Linked DNA regions of Rattus norvegicus: region 1 is linked to region 2. A link is a contact called in public Hi-C data. All regions are on one chromosome and are shown on one strand. Each heading gives the region's core, a stretch centred on a gene start, on an enhancer-like site or on the middle of the called end of the contact. The rest is flanking DNA. Distances are from core to core; before and after follow the strand shown.

Region 1 (3,614 bases), core at 965-3,464, 400 kb before region 2:
GCACTGGGTGTTCTGTCCCTCCTGGTTCACTAGCACAGCCCCTGGACTATATGGAGGCCAAGACCCTGCTTTGCCCTTGGTCTGATAGGGTACCTGCCTATGTACTCCCCTGTCTACTCACACATGATCTTGTAGACTGCTTTCCCTCCTTCTGTGGTGTGCTGAACTGATACACACTAGGCAGAGCACCCCCCACTCCCGTCACCCCCAGCTCTCCAACCCTGAGCTGCAGCACGAACCGTCCTTGATTTCTGTAGACAACATAGGCAGGAAAAGTAACGCCACCAGCAAAAAGGCTGGACGCTGTACGGATCTAAAGTACATAGCGAATTTGGATTCTCAGCTTTTCTTGAATCTGCTGTGAGGATTGCCCTGCATGGACTGATGTGCAAGACTTCATTTAGACACACCCAGTCCATCTAGCCCAAGCCCCAGTTCTGTACACTTTTCTGCTGCCAGTTTCTCTCTCTCTCTCTTTCTTTCTTTCTTTCTTTCTTTCTTTCTTTCTTTCTTTCTTTCTTTGTCTCTCTCTCTCTCTCTCTCTTTCTTTCTTTCTTTTCTATCTTATATATAAGTACACTGTAGCTGTCTTCAGACACACCAGAAGAGGGCATGAGATCCCATTACAGATGGTTGTGAGCCACCATGTGGTTGTTGAGATTTGAACTCAGGACCTCTGGAAGAGCAGTCAGTGCTCTTAACCGCCGAGCTATCTCTCCAACCCTTATATTATATTCTTATGTATGCTAATTATGTATAATTAATAAAAACAAATATATAAGTGAATTAAATTTAATTAAATTATAAATTAAAATAAATATATAAATATATTAATCATATGCAAATATAACTGTTACGGTCTTATGATACGTAATTTATATATATTTATATTATTATATTATTTTCTTTACTAGGTGATGCTTATGGGGCGCCAGTGAGCTTGTGAGCTCAGGTTTCAGGAGCTGAACTGTCTCTCTGGTCCTTCCGTTCCCCTGAGCACAGCTCGCCTTCCTCCCAGACCAACCTCCTCTATCTTCCATCCCTGAACAGACAGGGGTGGGATGGCATGCTGGCTATGCCCCTGCCCTTAGACTCAAGAACAAGCTGCCCAGTTTTCCTTGGATGCCCATGTCCTTTGGGATAGGGAAGTGGAATGGGCAGGATGGCTCTCCTGGGACTTGGACATCAGAGGACGGAAGCAGTTGGCTCCTTAGTGAGGCTAGCTGCCTCTACCGATTGCTCCTTATCAGCCTGGCTCTGTCTGGGGGTGGGGTGGGGCTGGAGGCTCCTGTATCTCCCTTTTGTCAGCACCCATCTGGCTTTTGCTTTGTTTTGGCTTTCCTTTTTCTTTGAGACAGGGTCTCAGTCCTGGCTGGTCTAAGACTCACTGTGTAGACCAGGCTGGCTTCAGACTCAGAGATCTGCCTGTTTACAGCTGAAATGAAAGGTGTTTGCTAGTTATCGCTAGTTAAAGGTGTTTTGAGGAAGGGTTTCATATAGCTTAGGTGAGTACCATCGTGCCTGTTTTTTTGTTTGTTTGATTGTTTATTTTTTCTCTTTTTCTGAGACATGATTTCTCTGTGTAACCCTAAGTGTCCGGGAACTTGCTTTGTAGACCAGGTTGGCCTTGAACTCAGAGATCTGTCTTCCAAGTATTGGGATTAAAGGCATGTGCTACCACTGCCTGGCTTTCATGCCTGTTTTGTGTGTGTGTGTGTGTGTGTGTGTGTGTGTGTGTGTGTGTGTGTGTGTGTGTGATTTAGGAAGGATCGCCATTGAACCCAAGGCCTTGTGTCTATTAGGCAAACAGGCTACAGAGTGAGCTACATTCCCAGCCCCCTACTTCATTTTTTTTTGTCCTTATGTCATACTTTCCTGAGGTAGCAGCCCTGATCCCCGTCTGATGTGGGTTTACAGACGCTCACAGCTACTAAACCCTCTTGACGCTGACCACAGCCTACGGTGAGGCTGGAGTTCAGGTGACTCGTGGATCTTTCTGTGGATTAGTCAGAGGCTTCTAGGAGGTTAGGACCCCTGGATTTATTTCTTGCTACTACATGTGGAATGGCAAACTGCTGTGAGCTGAGAATAAACATTTGTTGAACAATGTTTACACATGACAGTGATTCCATGAAGGTCCAATTTCCCAACCAGCATGGGTGTCTGCGCTATGAGCACTAGGGGGCGCCCTTGATCTGTTGTCTACTAGTCAAAGCCAGCTCCTGCCCCAGTGTCACAGCCGGAGAGGCTCTGTACTTTGGATGCTCACCCAAGCCAAGCTTGCTATAGCCTTAAGGGCTCCCCCTGCTGGACTAAGTGATTATATAGCGACAGGAACTGTCATTCATTGAACCCGGTTTGAGTGTCCAGCCCTGGAGTTCCCAGGAGTCATCCACTTGGATCTCCCAATTGCTACTGGGAATGCAAGGAACAGACTATCTCTGAGGGGTGACATATGCCTGAGGTCTCACAGTCTATGGGGAACCAAAACTCATTCTTTGTCTAGTCATGGGGGCTGCAGGAACAGTTTTCTACCCCAGTACTGTCTTCTCTCCAGTCTTTTCAGGGTTCATGGTTCAGGTCATGTCTGTGAACAGCTCCTCCATGCAGTAGGCTGTGTGTGGGGAAATGAGGAGAGGTGCCGGTCAGTGGCCAGTCTGCAGGTACCGTTCTAAGATTGGTTACTGGCAACCAGCAAGCACATGGCCCACCCTCTTCTGCTGGCCTCTCGTGGTACTGTTTTCCTCTTCTAGAGTGATCTATGGGCAGGAGACCCCTGTGCCCGAGATACAGAAGTGAGAGTGGGTGTGCAGCTCTGGACCTGAGTAAAGGATCTAAAGCCCCCCCCGTACCCCCAATGCCTGTGGTCATCTCCCTTTCCTTGGCTGCCTCACATGGGACATTATGGGAAACTGAGGAAGGAAGATCCAGACCCGGACAATGGCAGGACTCCAGAAGTACCTGTTTTGTTCCACCTCGGGGCAGAAGGCTGGGGAGGAAGCCTGTATGGAGGCCCTCTTCTGCAAGCCCAGCTGGCTCTGTCTTTGAGGTTCCAATCTGGGGACTATTATGGGGGACTCAGGAAGTGGGTGTTCACCCCTCCTCCCTCTGCCCAGCATCTTGGGGGCTGGGAGCCGCCCTGCAGGGGTCAGATGGGAATGAGCCAGGGGATGTTAGACTTTAAGAAAGCACATGAATTTGGGGGGTATTACAGATGAATCATTTAACTAATTACATTTTTACAATCAAAGCTGTTTTTGAACTGGAAGAGTGTAAGGAAGCATATGAGTGTGTGGTGTTCATGGTTTTATTTTTTTTTTTTGTTCGCCTGATTAATTCCAAACAGTCCAATTGAGTTATTCACTTGGAAATTGGTCCCAGGCTGGGGCCTTGTCTCGAAGACCACATTTCAGCCCCGAGCTTACTCTGTCCTTTGGGACCTCAGCTGTCGATTCCCCATGACTGATGTTGGAGGCTTTGCAGGTCCTGCCTCCCTGGGTACAATGAGTTTAACCAGACAGAGCCTGTGGGTGGTGTTCAGTCCTGGGAGATGCCTGAGTGAAGGTTTCTGATTCCAGTGGGGCCTGCCTCGTGCCCTGTGAAGCTCTGACTCC
Region 2 (3,332 bases), core at 598-3,097:
GCTGTGGGAAGTACGTGTCAACACTCACTCAGAAGGACACATTTGTGAGACCTGAAGGCAAAACTCTGCTAACATTTCACAACGAAATCTTCATTCAGGGAAGAAGTCACTGAGATCTCATTTCTGAATCTATGCCCACAGGGAACACTTACCCATGGAGGCCAGGTTGCTGTAATTCTCCAGCATCACCTCACGGTACAGGCTTCTCTGAGACAGATCCAGCTTCTTCCACTCGTCCCGAGTAAAGAGCACAGCCACATCTTCAAATGTCACTGACACCTGTGAGGGACAGATGACTCGATGAGCTTTGAGGTAGAGACTCTGACTCAACATAGAAGATCTGGGAAGCCGTGGGAGAAGTCACCCTATAGCCTCAGGCTTCGACAGCCATGTGCAGATGTACATTCTCACACACAGATGCGGCCATCCGAACACATGACACATGTATACACATATACACTTGTATGCACACATCACACACACACACACACATACATGCATAATGACAAACAAAACTTCAATGGAATTGAACAAGCAAAACATAAGACCCATAAAGTAAAATGGAAAAATAATCAACCACCATAGGCTGAAGAAGGCTTGGTGAGCAACGTAGGGATTGTCAAGAAGAGAAAATAAAAATCAATCTTGGTAAGGGCAGAGAAAGAAACGCAGACGAGTGAGGAAGGCAGGGACGGGGGGGAAAAGGGAATTTTCTCAAGTCTATATGTGTGTTCTGTCCCAGGGCACTTGGTATGTTACTTGTGAAATTTGTAGGCACACACCAGATTGTAGGCACCAGACAATGACAGCCTGTCTATCAAGAAATACAGAAGACTAGAACTGTGAACACACAGAATCCACCACCCGTGGGGAGAGAACCAATTCCTCCAAGGAGAGCATGGGCTCTGAATCCTAGGGAAGGCTGAACTGTGTGGATAACTGTCAGAAGGGAAACCAAACAAAAGCCCCTCCTTCTGTTAAGAAGCGAAATGGCAAGCCGCTTACCTGAGAGGCCCCTTCTCTTTGCTCAGGAGCCATCTTCTTTCTGTAGGCTCTTCCTCTAAAGATGGGTGAAGATGGAGGAGGATCTGAGGGGAGGAAGAAGAAAGGAGTTGCACATGTTGCTTCGCACCTGTCAGACGCAGCATCTCCGAAAGCGTCCCATTAGCTGCGCCTGGCTCTTCTGCCTCTAGAGAGGGAACCAGGAGCCAGGGGTGGGCATCACAAAATCGACAGGTCACCAGTCTTCTTGTCCGTGGATTTCCAGAAGTAAGATTCAAGAGACACTGTACTCCATAACAGAGGGGGACTCACTGAGTCCCCAAAGTGAACACCCTTAGACTGTTCACAACATCTCAGCTGGGACTTTCCGGCCCCTTCAGATAGGAAATTCAAGCTGGAGTGCGGCCACAGTGGGAGGGCATCCGGTTTCACCCTCTCGGATCTGATCCAGGGCAGGGACAGTGTTCTTCCTCCCCTACACGTTGGCCACCCAACTGCACCGCTGCTGCCAAGGGATAAACTTCCAGAAAAAAAAAAAATTAGAAAAGGGACCAGTAGCCCAGGACAAGAGGGCTGCACGGAAAACAGCCTGGGTTGGCGCTGCCCAGGCAGTGGGGAGCAGGTCACTTGCAGTCCAGGGCCGAGGCCACTGGGAGCGCGCACTCAGGGGAGGGGGACTGGCAGGAGGCCTCTGAGCTGAACCCAGCCTTCACTCACCTTTTCCCCGGCTCCCGCCGCACCTCACATACGCTCTGAACCTCCGCGCCTGTGAGAAGTCTGTCTTAGGACCTTGGCCCCGAGTCTCTAGCGGTGCCACAGACTCCCTATGATCCGCGAAGGCTCACGGGGGCTCAGAACTTGAGGTTCGAGGGTAATGACTGAGGAGGCCTCTGGGAAATGTAGTCCACTCTGAGACCCAGGGATTCTGGGATTTGAAGTTCTTCGGTTTGTCTGGGACTCTTCTTATGCACAGATTGCTTGGAAGCTGAGAGTGGACACTAGTAACTGAACACCTGCTTGGTAGGTAAATAATAAACGATGTCGCAGGTTCGTGGAAAGGAAGCTGACACGAAGTGCCCTTCAGAAGAGCTTTATTATGAGGTATTAGTAGGACTGAAGAAGTGCTCAGCGGTTAAGAATCCTTACTGTTCTTGCTGAGGACTTAGGTTCAATCCCCACTACCCATATCAGGTTGCTCACAATGGCCTGTAACTGCAGCGCCTGGGTTCCAACATCCCCTTCTGGCATCTCAGGTCAGTGCATACATTCCATGCTCATACACACTCATTTCATATACACAAACAATAAATGTCTTTAAACTTCTTTTCCTGCAAATAAACAACAACAGTGGGGGCAGTACTAGAATCAGGACGAAGGCAGCCATGATGGAGATCTGATGTGCAAAGCTTATCAAAGACCGTTCAGTTCCCAAGGACGGGATTTCCTTATTCTTACAAGTTTGGGGAAGCAAGTGTTTCACGCCATATGACATAACCTGTGTGTTGGGAGTCACAGGAAAAGGCAGAAAGGCACTAGATGCAAGCTAAGTTATAAGTCAGGGTTGTTTGGGGTATCTGTTGGAGCTGGGGTGGCAGCTGAGAGAGGAAGAGAGATAACTCAACTCTGCGGAGCCTTTTCATGTCATGGTAGATGCTAGTATCAACTCTCAGTCCAAAGAGGGTGAGACTGCAGGACTACGTGGTCTGACTTTTCAGAGTACAAGAGAAAGACAGCTGGAGTCTGTGCTCTAACAGTCATGTGCCGGGCCCTATTATAAATCATTTGAAAAAAGTCTGTGAATAAAACAAACACCATTATCCCGTAGTACTTTTTAGTAAAGGGCAAGAACCAGACAATAAGCCATGAACATAATGAGATAGGGTTCTAGAGGATACGTGTAATGAGAAAAATAGCAAAAGCAGGGTAAAGTGAAGGACGGGCTGGAAGGAGAATGAAGCAGGTTTGAGGCAACAACTCAGGAGAGGAGGAACTGTGGTAGTCGTGTTTTTGTGTCTGTGACATGCACTTGAGAAGAATAGCTTGCCCGTCTAAATGAAGGGCTAATTTGGGGTCATGGTTTACAAGTTTAAAGACCTCACCTTGTAAGTATTTTGTCTAAGCTCCGCCCTACAGTTACCTGGCTACAGCCAGGTATGCCTGACTCACTATAAAAGGGGCTTCTTGCCTCCTTCTCTCTCTTGCTCTTGCCCTCCTGCTTCTGCTCTCTCCCCACTCCCTTCCCTTCTCCCTTCCCCCCTCTCTCTTCACATGCTAATGGCTGGCCCCCACTTCTTTACTTCTCTCTCTCTCTCTCTCTCTCTCTCTCTCTC

What was found. A called contact is a pair of places that touch in the nucleus more often than the background predicts.
Region 1: a Hi-C map of the A7r5 cell line shows a contact between it and region 2, with 4 times the contacts expected there. The contact joins the enhancer-like site here to the promoter of Zfp354a in region 2. A contact is called at or near these places in 6 of 12 Hi-C or Micro-C datasets (the A7r5 cell line, frontal cortex, hepatocytes and 3 more).

Annotation. Positions count from the first base shown.
Region 1 is chr10:36,295,156-36,298,769 of GRCr8, reverse strand. The region is part of intron 5 of Col23a1 (collagen type XXIII alpha 1 chain); the gene reads right to left. All of the region lies in intron 1 of LOC134480786 (a long non-coding RNA gene), which reads left to right. Among named protein-coding and RNA genes, the nearest start is that of Phykpl, 44 kb to the left of the region's middle. Within about 2 kb of position 2,214, at least 2 of the 93 cell types and tissues checked have an H3K27ac peak or open chromatin away from gene starts, as enhancers often do.
Region 2 is chr10:35,895,778-35,899,109 of GRCr8, reverse strand. Zfp354a (zinc finger protein 354A) reads right to left here and starts at 1,847. Exons shown (of 5, transcript NM_052798.3): 1 at 1,720-1,847; 2 at 1,006-1,088; 3 at 153-279. The coding sequence starts at 1,038. LOC134480783 (a long non-coding RNA gene) reads right to left here. Exons shown (of 4, transcript XR_010055602.1): 4 at 3,323-3,332.